Linked DNA regions of Pan troglodytes: region 1 is linked to region 2. Evidence: chromatin contacts called from public HiChIP or PLAC-seq data. All regions are on one chromosome and are shown on one strand. The core of a region is the stretch at or near the end of the contact, and the rest is flanking DNA. Distances in the headings are between cores, read along the strand shown. Region 1 holds the start of ELMOD3 (ELMO domain containing 3). Region 2 holds the start of MAT2A (methionine adenosyltransferase 2A).

Evidence for each region. HiChIP or PLAC-seq counts read pairs in DNA pulled down with a chosen protein or histone mark.
Region 1: a contact with region 2 is called in an H3K4me3 HiChIP or PLAC-seq map of stem cell-derived excitatory neurons, with 2.8 times the contacts expected there. The contact joins the promoter of ELMOD3 here to the promoter of MAT2A in region 2. A contact is called at or near these places in 1 of 7 Hi-C or Micro-C datasets (stem cell-derived neural progenitor cells) and 1 of 1 datasets of contacts at active chromatin or transcription factors (stem cell-derived excitatory neurons).

The regions. Positions count from the first base shown.
Region 1 is chr12:37,392,147-37,396,457 of NHGRI_mPanTro3-v2.0_pri, forward strand. ELMOD3 (ELMO domain containing 3) reads right to left here and starts at 1,897. Exons shown (of 13, transcript XM_063789693.1): 1 at 1,810-1,897. It overlaps RETSAT (retinol saturase), which reads left to right and starts at 1,916. Exons shown (of 11, transcript XM_525801.6): 1 at 1,916-2,295. The coding sequence starts at 2,124.
Region 2 is chr12:37,213,443-37,218,157 of NHGRI_mPanTro3-v2.0_pri, forward strand. MAT2A (methionine adenosyltransferase 2A) reads right to left here and starts at 2,209. Exons shown (of 9, transcript XM_001167501.8): 1 at 1,147-2,209. The coding sequence starts at 1,237.

The DNA.
Region 1 (4,311 bases), core at 647-3,146, 180 kb after region 2:
GTTGGTTAGGCTGGTCTCGAACTCCTGACCTCGTGATCAGCCTGCCTCGGCCTTCCAAAGTGCTGGGATTACAGGCGTGAGCCAACACGCTCGGCCTGTTGACCACAGGATGGCAAAAAGGGGACCACACAGGGGACTGTGAGCTGGATTCTGTGTCCAAAAGGCAGCAGCACCACTAGAAGGGATGGGGTCTGTTTCCGACAATGGAGTTACTGGGACCTGGGCCAGCTTATCAAAGGCGTGAGGCTAAAGGTGTCACCTTGGTGGGTGGTCTTAGCTGAAGTGCTCAGGCTTTGTTTAGGCCTCACACACAGGTTGGGTCAGGGGCTTATAATACTAGACCTGGTTCCAACAATGGTAGAAATTCAAAATGCAACACGATGTTCTAACCTTTCTCAGTTATCAGCAATACTGTGCATGTGGCAGCTGGCTAGCCAGTTTGGGCAATTCTAAGTCTTTCATCTGACATTGCTTCCCTCAGGAAAAGGGCTGGACAAGGCTCATACCTCATCACAGGGGAATTGGACATCCGGAATGTCTGTCACATCAAAAATTGCATCCTAAGTGGGCAGATGGCCCACACACAACTGACAATCATAGTTCACAACTTTGGGTGACTAAGGAAGGAGGGTAGCCTCTCTATGAGGTCAGCCCTCCACTGTGGTAATAATGATCAGGATTCCATAAAAACTGGCTGCTGGTGTCAGGATGCTTTGATTCTTAACACTGAGTGGAAGAATACCTCCTGGCTCTTGGGCTTGACATGTGGCTCACTGTAATCCTGGGGACAGGGCAATGCCCCCTTAGTCCTGGCACCCCAGGAACTAAACTGCTCTCACTGTGGCCTCTGGGGCCTCAACATCTGCCTCCCCTTTCCTTTTCCTCCATCATGGCCTCCATGACAGCCTATGACAAAACACACATTGGCCAGCCTTGGCAAGGTGACAGGCGGGTATGGTAATAGCAATCTCAGGAGGGCTCTTCTGTTGCTGTGTAGAAAATGAACCAAGTAGCATAGAATCGTGACCAGCTTTCCACACCTGGCTGGAGCACTCCTGGGGCCTTCAGTAGGGAAAGTTACTATCTGTAGCAGAGAAGAAAAGAGCAACAATTCCATTAAACAAGGAAGTACTCAAAGGCAAATTCCTGATAGTTGGACCTAAGGAAACGGCCTTCCTGTAAAAATGGATCCTTCTCCAATCAAGTATTCATTATGCACCCTCTTTAGGCAAGGAGGGGGTATGATTCTTCAACTGCTTGCTGGAGGTTAGATTCTCTGCATAGGAATTTAAATTAGATGGGCCCTTCGCTGATCCTTTCACCGTGCTTGTCCATGGGCGGCTCCCCGTCCCCCAGGTTCCCCACGGATGGGGTGTCATTAGGGACCCGCCATAGAGGACTCCGTCCCAGGCGGGCCCCCAGGACAAAACTATGGGCCACTTTGAGGGGCACAGAGACAGACGCTCACCGGTTGTGATGCGCAGGTAACAGGGAGCTCAATTCATCATGACACCCAGTCAGACAGGGGCTGTGAGCAGCCTTTGGACAGAACTTTCGCATAGCCTGGAGGCGTAAGACGAGGAAAGCAATTTAACACCTCAAGGCAGCGAGTCCAGGGCAGAGCTAGGACCAGAACTCAGGACTCCTGTCTCCCAGTCGGGATTCTCTTTCAGTCTTACAACTCTCGGCCTTGTCTCGCCCCATAGTGATAATTTCCACCGGATCACAGTCTCCCTCCCTCCTCAGGCCGGCTGCTAGCTCCGCACAGGCACCAACCACTCCCCTTGGCAAGTGTTAACGCGTTCTCACCGTTAACAGAGCTTTCCAAACTTGGGGGTCCCGCCGCCTCGGCTAGGCCTCATCTGCTCATGCGCACAGCCGCTTGCGTGTCGGCTCCCCTGGCCCCGAGAACTACATTTCCCAGTAGGCAATGGAAACCCAAAAGAAGTGCGGAGAGCCGGGAGGGTCAATCATCACCTGAGAGTTGGCTCTTCGCTGGCTGGCTGGTTAATCAGTGCTCAAAGCTGCCTCCGCCTCCTGACTGGAGAGCCCGGGCGGAGCCACAGTCCTAGAGGCTGAGCGCAGTCGGAGCTGTCCCATTTACCCGACCCGACGCCGGCGTGATGTGGCTTCCGCTGGTGCTGCTCCTGGCTGTGCTGCTGCTGGCCGTCCTCTGCAAAGTTTACTTGGGACTATTCTCTGGCACCTCCCCGAATCCTTTCTCCGAAGATGTCAAACGGCCCCCAGCGCCCCTGGTAACTGACAAGGAGGCCAGGAAGAAGGTTCTCAAACAAGGTAGCAGGAGGGACCCTGGGGTCCGGGGCTGCACTCGAGGCTTTCTCACAGATTTGGGTTCTCATTTTGCCAAGGCAGCCGCTACCAGACGTGGGCCTTAGTTTCCCCATATGTAAAGTACTAGGAGGGCTTCCTTGCACGTGGAGGAGCAAGTGTGCAACACTGTCGATAGCCTTTGCCCTAGTAGGCCCCGGGAATAGTAGTCCCAAGGGTGTGGTCATTGTCCTTGGTTTGCAAGGTGTTGGCACCCGCCCTGCCACTTGTAATCCCCGTGGCTCGTGGAACTGATAATCCCCGTGACTCATTCCTCCACTTGGTTCCAGGACCTTAACTTTTTCACCTACCCTCCCATGCGAGCTCAGGGGTGTGGGGGAGCAGCACAGAAATGCGTAGGAAATTGCGTTTTGCCCGTCCGGTGATTTAACAGGCTTTGCATGGTCCCAAATCGTAAGGATTGAACCCTAGTTCTGAAACTTTGGCAGAGGTTCAACAAGGCGCCTCAGGCTCAGAGCCTGCTCTCCACTCTCATCTTTGAAACATATTTTGTGGTTGCTTCTAGAGTTTAAAGAGTTCTGCTGCTTTAAAAAATAATGGATCACCTGTTTGATCTACGGAGTCCCTCTCACTTGTAAATTTTAGAATTCTCCGTGTCATATCTTGCTACACAATCGGAGACAGTACTGTTCTAAGTGGAAGGACTAATCATCTGGACTTCTGAGAACTGAGTTTTAGCTTGGACTCTGTCACTAATTTGCTGCATAACCATTAGCACCTACCTGGGCTGGTCTAAAAATGAGATGACTAGCTTAACTGCTTTTCAAACCGGATTGTGATCTATTAGTGGGCTATGAAATCAATTTAGTGAGTTGCAACTGGCATTATTTATTTATTTATTGAAACAGAGTCTCGCTCTATTGTCCATGCTAGAGTGCAGTGGCGCGATCTCCGCTCACCGCAACTTCCGCCTCCTGGGCTCAAGTGATTATCCTGCCTCTGCCTCCCGAGTAGTGGGCATGCCCAGCTAATTTTTGTATTTTTAGTAGAGACAGGCTTTCCCCATGTTGTCAAGGCTCTCGAACTCCTGGCCTCAAGCGATCCGCCCACCTCGGCCTCCCAAAGTGTTGGGATTACAGGCGTGAGCCATCACGCCCGGCCACAACTAGTATTTTAGAATGCAGTAGAATAGAAAATATCAGAGTGCATTATACATAGTTCCACTAAGTATTGCATTGTGACACTTGTTTCATGTATTTATCTTATATACTTACATGTGAAATTTTTTTTTACTATTGATCTCTCTAAAAACATTAAAAAAATAAGCAGTTTGCCAAGTTCTCTTGTATCTTGAAACATCCCAGATCTCAGTTCTTTGCCAGTGATTGTTGAAGAACAGATCTTGTGTCGGAAGTACCCATATAGCACCACTTGCTATCCAGTTTTGTCTTCTGAGAAGGTGCTGCCTCCCTCAGCACTGCCCCCAGACCTTCCCTATGGGAGGGGCTGGTGCTGTGATTTCTCAGAGCTGCAGCCTCTGAGCAGTTCTGTCCTGCCCAAGCCTTTTCATCAGGACCTGGAAGAGCCACCATAAGACCCAGCTATTCCACTATTGCTTGCAGACCCTGCATCTTCCAAAGAAACCCGGCTTGTGGGCTGGTGTGTTGGCTCATGCCTGTAATCCCAGCAATTTGGGAGGCCGAGGTGGGTGGATCACTTGAGGCCAGGAGTTCAAGATCAGCCTGGGCAACATAGCAAGACTTTGGCTCTATAAAACATAAAATAGGCGGGGCGCGGTGGCTCATGCCTGTAATCCCAGCACTTTGGGAGGCCGAGGCAGGCGGATCACGAGGTCAGGAGATCGAGACCATCCTGGCTAACATGGTGAAACCCCATCTCTACTAAAAAATATTAAAAAAAAAAATTAGCCGGGCGTGGTGGTGGGCACCTGTAGTCCCAGCTACTCGGGAGGCTGAGGCAGGAGAATGATGTTGAACCCAGGAGGCGGAGCTTGCAGTAAGC
Region 2 (4,715 bases), core at 959-3,458:
TTTTTCTGAATTTTCTATAACCGCCTAAAACAGAATCCAAATATAATGTGGAAGCCAGACTGCAGGCTCTGAACTTCGGTCTACTACTAACTGGTGTAACAGCTAACCTTCAGCACTCATCAAGATCCTGGGTTTGTCCTCTCATACCACTAAGTTACTTGTGGGATTTCATCATGGGCACAGTAAACTGACCAGACCCTAAAGCCACCAGATAGCTAGCTACTGCGGTCATCCTAAGGGCAGAAACAGCCTAAAGAGCCAAATAATCATCTTTACTAGCCGATATGCTCAGGCTGAGATTCTCAGTTCCTGGAAATAGCTTTACTCCTCCTTCACGTGCCAATTGATCCCCATAATGGCGGTTGAGCGGACAAAGCCTCAAGTAAAACCCTGCACCGAAGACTTTAAATGCGAACCCAAAGCAATGGCAGCTCCTAATTCATGCTTCCCATCCTTTTCACAAGGGGTCCAAATAAGGACTGCCTTCTTGGACATGCGCTATATTTAGTCAGAGGCCGTCACCTTGGAGGCAAGGCCATATCCGCCGAAGGGCATGTGCGTATTCTCCAGTGTGTAGTCAAGACCTAACCACTGAGGCAGTGGAGCCAGACGACGTCCCAAGGCATAGGCCCCCCACCCCTCAAACTGAGGGCCAGGACAGCCGGGGAGGCCCACGGCTCCCCCTCGCCCAGACACCACATGCGGCAAACACGTGGTCGCCGCTGCAATGCGGGGCGCGCGCTCCCGAGGGCCGGACGCGAGCACGCGGGGCGGGTCGCCCACTCCAGGTTTGTCAGACGGCAGGGCCGGGAGGGGTTAACAGTGCCCTCCCTTCCCGGCCAGAACTCACTAGCGACCACAGCCCCCGCCCTTCACGTTTTCTGGAACCTTCCGCATGCCTAGGCGCGCGACCGAATGGAAAGGGAGGGGGGGAAGGGAAGGGTGGAGAGGGGAGGGGGAAGAGGAGCGGCGGCCACGCGCCAGGCCCTGGCGGCGCCACGAGGAAAGCGCGCGGTCGCCGCTCTTCCCATCACCCGGCGGACGAGGACGACCCGCGCGGGCCCCACCACCGGCCGGCCGCAACCAGCCGGACCTTGGCGCTGCCTTCTGCCCCGCCCCACGCTTCGCTTCAGGCCGTCCCCTCACCTGGGTGGCCTTCCCCGACCGACTCTGAGGTGAAAAGGAACGTGCCCTCCTCGATGAACGCCTCGTGGAAGCCGTTGAGCTGTCCGTTCATGTTGGTGTCGGTGTGCGGAAGTGGCCTTACGAAGGAGCAGCGGCGAGGCGGCAGCGGCTGCGAAATGCGCAAGCTGCGGACAGCGTCCTACTCGTAGCAGGCGGGCGGCGCGGAGCGAACGAAGCGGCGGGCGGTGCGGCCCGGTATTTATAGAGCAGCGCCCGCGCGCGCCCGGCTCGGGCCCCGCCCCTCGGCGCCGCGCGCCAATGCAGCACTTGCGCGGGGGTCGGAGGAGGAAGGGCAGCTCGCTCCGCGGAGTCCGGGCTGAACCACACTGCGCGGCCGCGGGAGGTGCCGTGGCAATCCAGCCCTCCAGAGACCGTTCAGCTATCTTGAGCCGCTAGAGCTAGGGGAAAAATGCAGACGCGAGGAGACGGGGGGGTTTGCTCTTCCTTGTTTCATGTGGGAGAAAAAGCGACTGGGGCTTGCTGGACCCGCTCCCCTGTGCGGTGACATGGCACCTCCCTTCCGACCGTTGGCCGGGATAGCTTTCCCGGAGGTCGCGTCCCCCAGCGGAGGCGGCGGGAATCGCGGAGGTTTTGTGCTGCGGCTGGGGTCTTTCTGGCCGTCCCGCCTCTAGATGCCGGGTGGCAGGGAGCCGGTGGCGGTCGGCCATGTGAAGGTGGCCATCTTGGCCGGCCAGCGAGGGCTCCTCACGGCCTTCCTTCGGCCTCCCTGCCCGGCTTGTTGCCGGCCCCGGGATATCTGAGGGGCGCAGGCCCACCTTCTAGTCGTTTCCTGGTGAATGGCTCTGCTGAAGATGGCCGGAAAGCAGATTAATGAGGGTGCTGCCATCGATTTAAACAATCGCTCTCCTGCCCGCTTCCCTGCGCTAAAGTTTCTGAGGGATCCTCACCCTTCGTGGTTCGTGGACTTAAAGTGGAGGCAGCGCTCCAGCCTTTCCCTCCAGAGAGAAAGGAGGCCGCTCCCAAGTCCGTCCTTGCCCCGTGGCCTTCCTGTTCCTTTGAAAGGGGGGGGAGGGGAATCGATGTTTCAATCCTCTGGTCAGGAGAATATGGAACGAACATTTCTTTTTTGGTGGGTGGGGGCTATTCGTTCCCTTGAATGTGCTTAAGCAGATCTCTTGACGGCGTGGAATGGGCTGTTTCATGAAGCTTTCACTTTAAAATGTCCACCTGCGTTTGTCCCAGTTTTGCCCAATAAAGGAATTACAGGGAAAAAGAGCGAAACAAAACTTGAACCAGCAAGGAGTATGGAGTCCCGTTTGGAGGGAGCCCGCCTTGGGGGCGGGGGTCTCTGCAGCTTGTTCTGGGGCTGGGCCTCGGTGCAGGTCTGGTCGGGCTGGTGGCCTGGTGGCCCTGAGCGGGGCGCGTGACAAGAACGCCGGGTTTAATGAGGTTCTCAGGGAACGGCCTGCTCCTAGCATGGGATGTACTTTACGCTGGGGAGGTGAAGGAGAGACCCCTAGTAACAGTCTCCAGCTGTCTACTGCTGGAGGCAGTAGAACAAGGTGCATTCCCAAGAACAATCCTCTCCGCCGGTGCAGGAGGAAAGGTGGGATTTGCTAAAGGCTCAGTGGGAAACAAAGGAAGCACTTGGGCTGTGCTGGGGGCATCGACAAAGAAGATAAAGGGCTCCTCCCCAGACTCAGTGACCACATCCACGGTCGCTCAAAGCAGGCAGCAAGAAAAGGTTCGACCACAAAAGAGACAATAGGTGATGATATTTTTATTCGTTGCTTTTTACTTTTCAAGCTAACCCTTCATGGGAAAGTAACTGTATAAGACTATTAAAATTTTTTGTTATTTTTTAAAGCAGAATGCCAATTTATTAACTTACAATGTGTAATAAAATTGTCAACTGGAACAAAATGCGTGTGTAGGCTGGTCAGTGCATTATCTCCCAGCAGAAAAATCTATATGGGAAGCCAGAATATAACTGGAAGGTTATTTTATTAGAGAGTCAGAACAAGGAGCGTAAAGTCAATGATTGGCTCATTAAATCCTGATACCCCTGTGCTACCAACTCCACAGTGGGGCTAGGCCTGCCAAGGAGATGAGATTTAGCTGTACATAGTTGCTTACCTACTTCTCTCACTTGTGAATAGTGTGTAGGTGTAATACAGTAAGAGTAGGGGTTTGGAGTCACGACCTCTCTATGCATCAGTATCCTCGTTCTGTAAAATTGGAATATTAATAGTACATCATAGGATTGTTTCAAGGATTGAAATAGTGCAAGTAGAGTCTTTAGCACAGTATCTAGTACATAATTTGTTTTAATGTAAGCTGTAAAAAAGTTAACTATATTTCCTGTGAATTACTTTTCAGTGGCTTTCAATTGCTGTCGGGATACGGACTAAAATCTCTACATACTCAAGGCCCCAGTGTGATTTGGCTGCTACTTCTGCAACCTTATCTTGTGCCACACTCTCCTTTCTGTGTTCTACTTGAACTTGTTTTTTAGTAGCAGTTAATTTTATTAATTTCATAGTATCAAAACAAAGGAGGACACATTTTCATTTATTTTATATTATTCGTATTGTCCCTTCCTCCCTTCCACAAATATTTATGAGCACATCTGTGAGTCAGACCCAGGAGCAAATGCTATAACAATCCTGGTCTCTGCCCACTCGGCGCTCTAAATGTGGGGAGATGCCTGGCTAACTCCTTATCCTTCTCACTCCAGCTCAGCTACCACTTCCTGGATGAAGCCTTCATCTACACAGATTTGTCACAGGGGCCTGTGTTTTATTTCATGGCACTAAGTGCAGTTTCAAATTATAGATTTGGTGATTATTTGATGAATGTCTCCACTTCCCAGTTAGGCTTGTAAGCTCAGTGATAATGAGAAGGTGGGCTGTTTTGCTCAAGCTTTGTTACTGAATGCCTGGCACACACAAGGTGCTTAGAAATGTTCAAGAGGGAGAGACAAGAAAGGAAGAGAAGGAAACGAAAAGTGAACGAATATAAAGATGGCAGAAGGGGGCGGGGCACGGTGGCTCACGCCTGTAATCCCAGCACTTTGGGAGGCAGAGGCGGGGCGGATCACGAGGTCAGGAGATCCAGACCATCCTGGCTAACACGGTGAAATCCCATCTCTACTAAAAATACAAAAAATTAGCTGGGCGTGGTGGCGGGCGCCTGTAGTCCCAGCTACGTGGGAGGCTGAGGCAGGAGAATGACGTGAACCCGGGAGGTGGAGCTTGCAGTGAGCTGAGACCGCACTACTGCACTCCAGCCTGGGCGACGGAGCAAAAGTCCGTCTCAAAAAAAAAGATGGCAGAAGGAAGCAGAGACATGAGAGACTCTGGCGATCATGTGAAATCAATGGAAAGAGGTCCTGCTTTGTTTTAGTCGTAAGCATTGTAATTAATAAAATTAAGACTTCTTTGTTAACAGGGAAGCACATGGCCATCCTGTTCTGACAGGAATAAGATTTCTGGTTTCATAGATGAGTGTCCTAAGGGTGAACTAAACCAGGAGAAATTGTTGGTTTATTTCCTGTTTATCGTTAATGA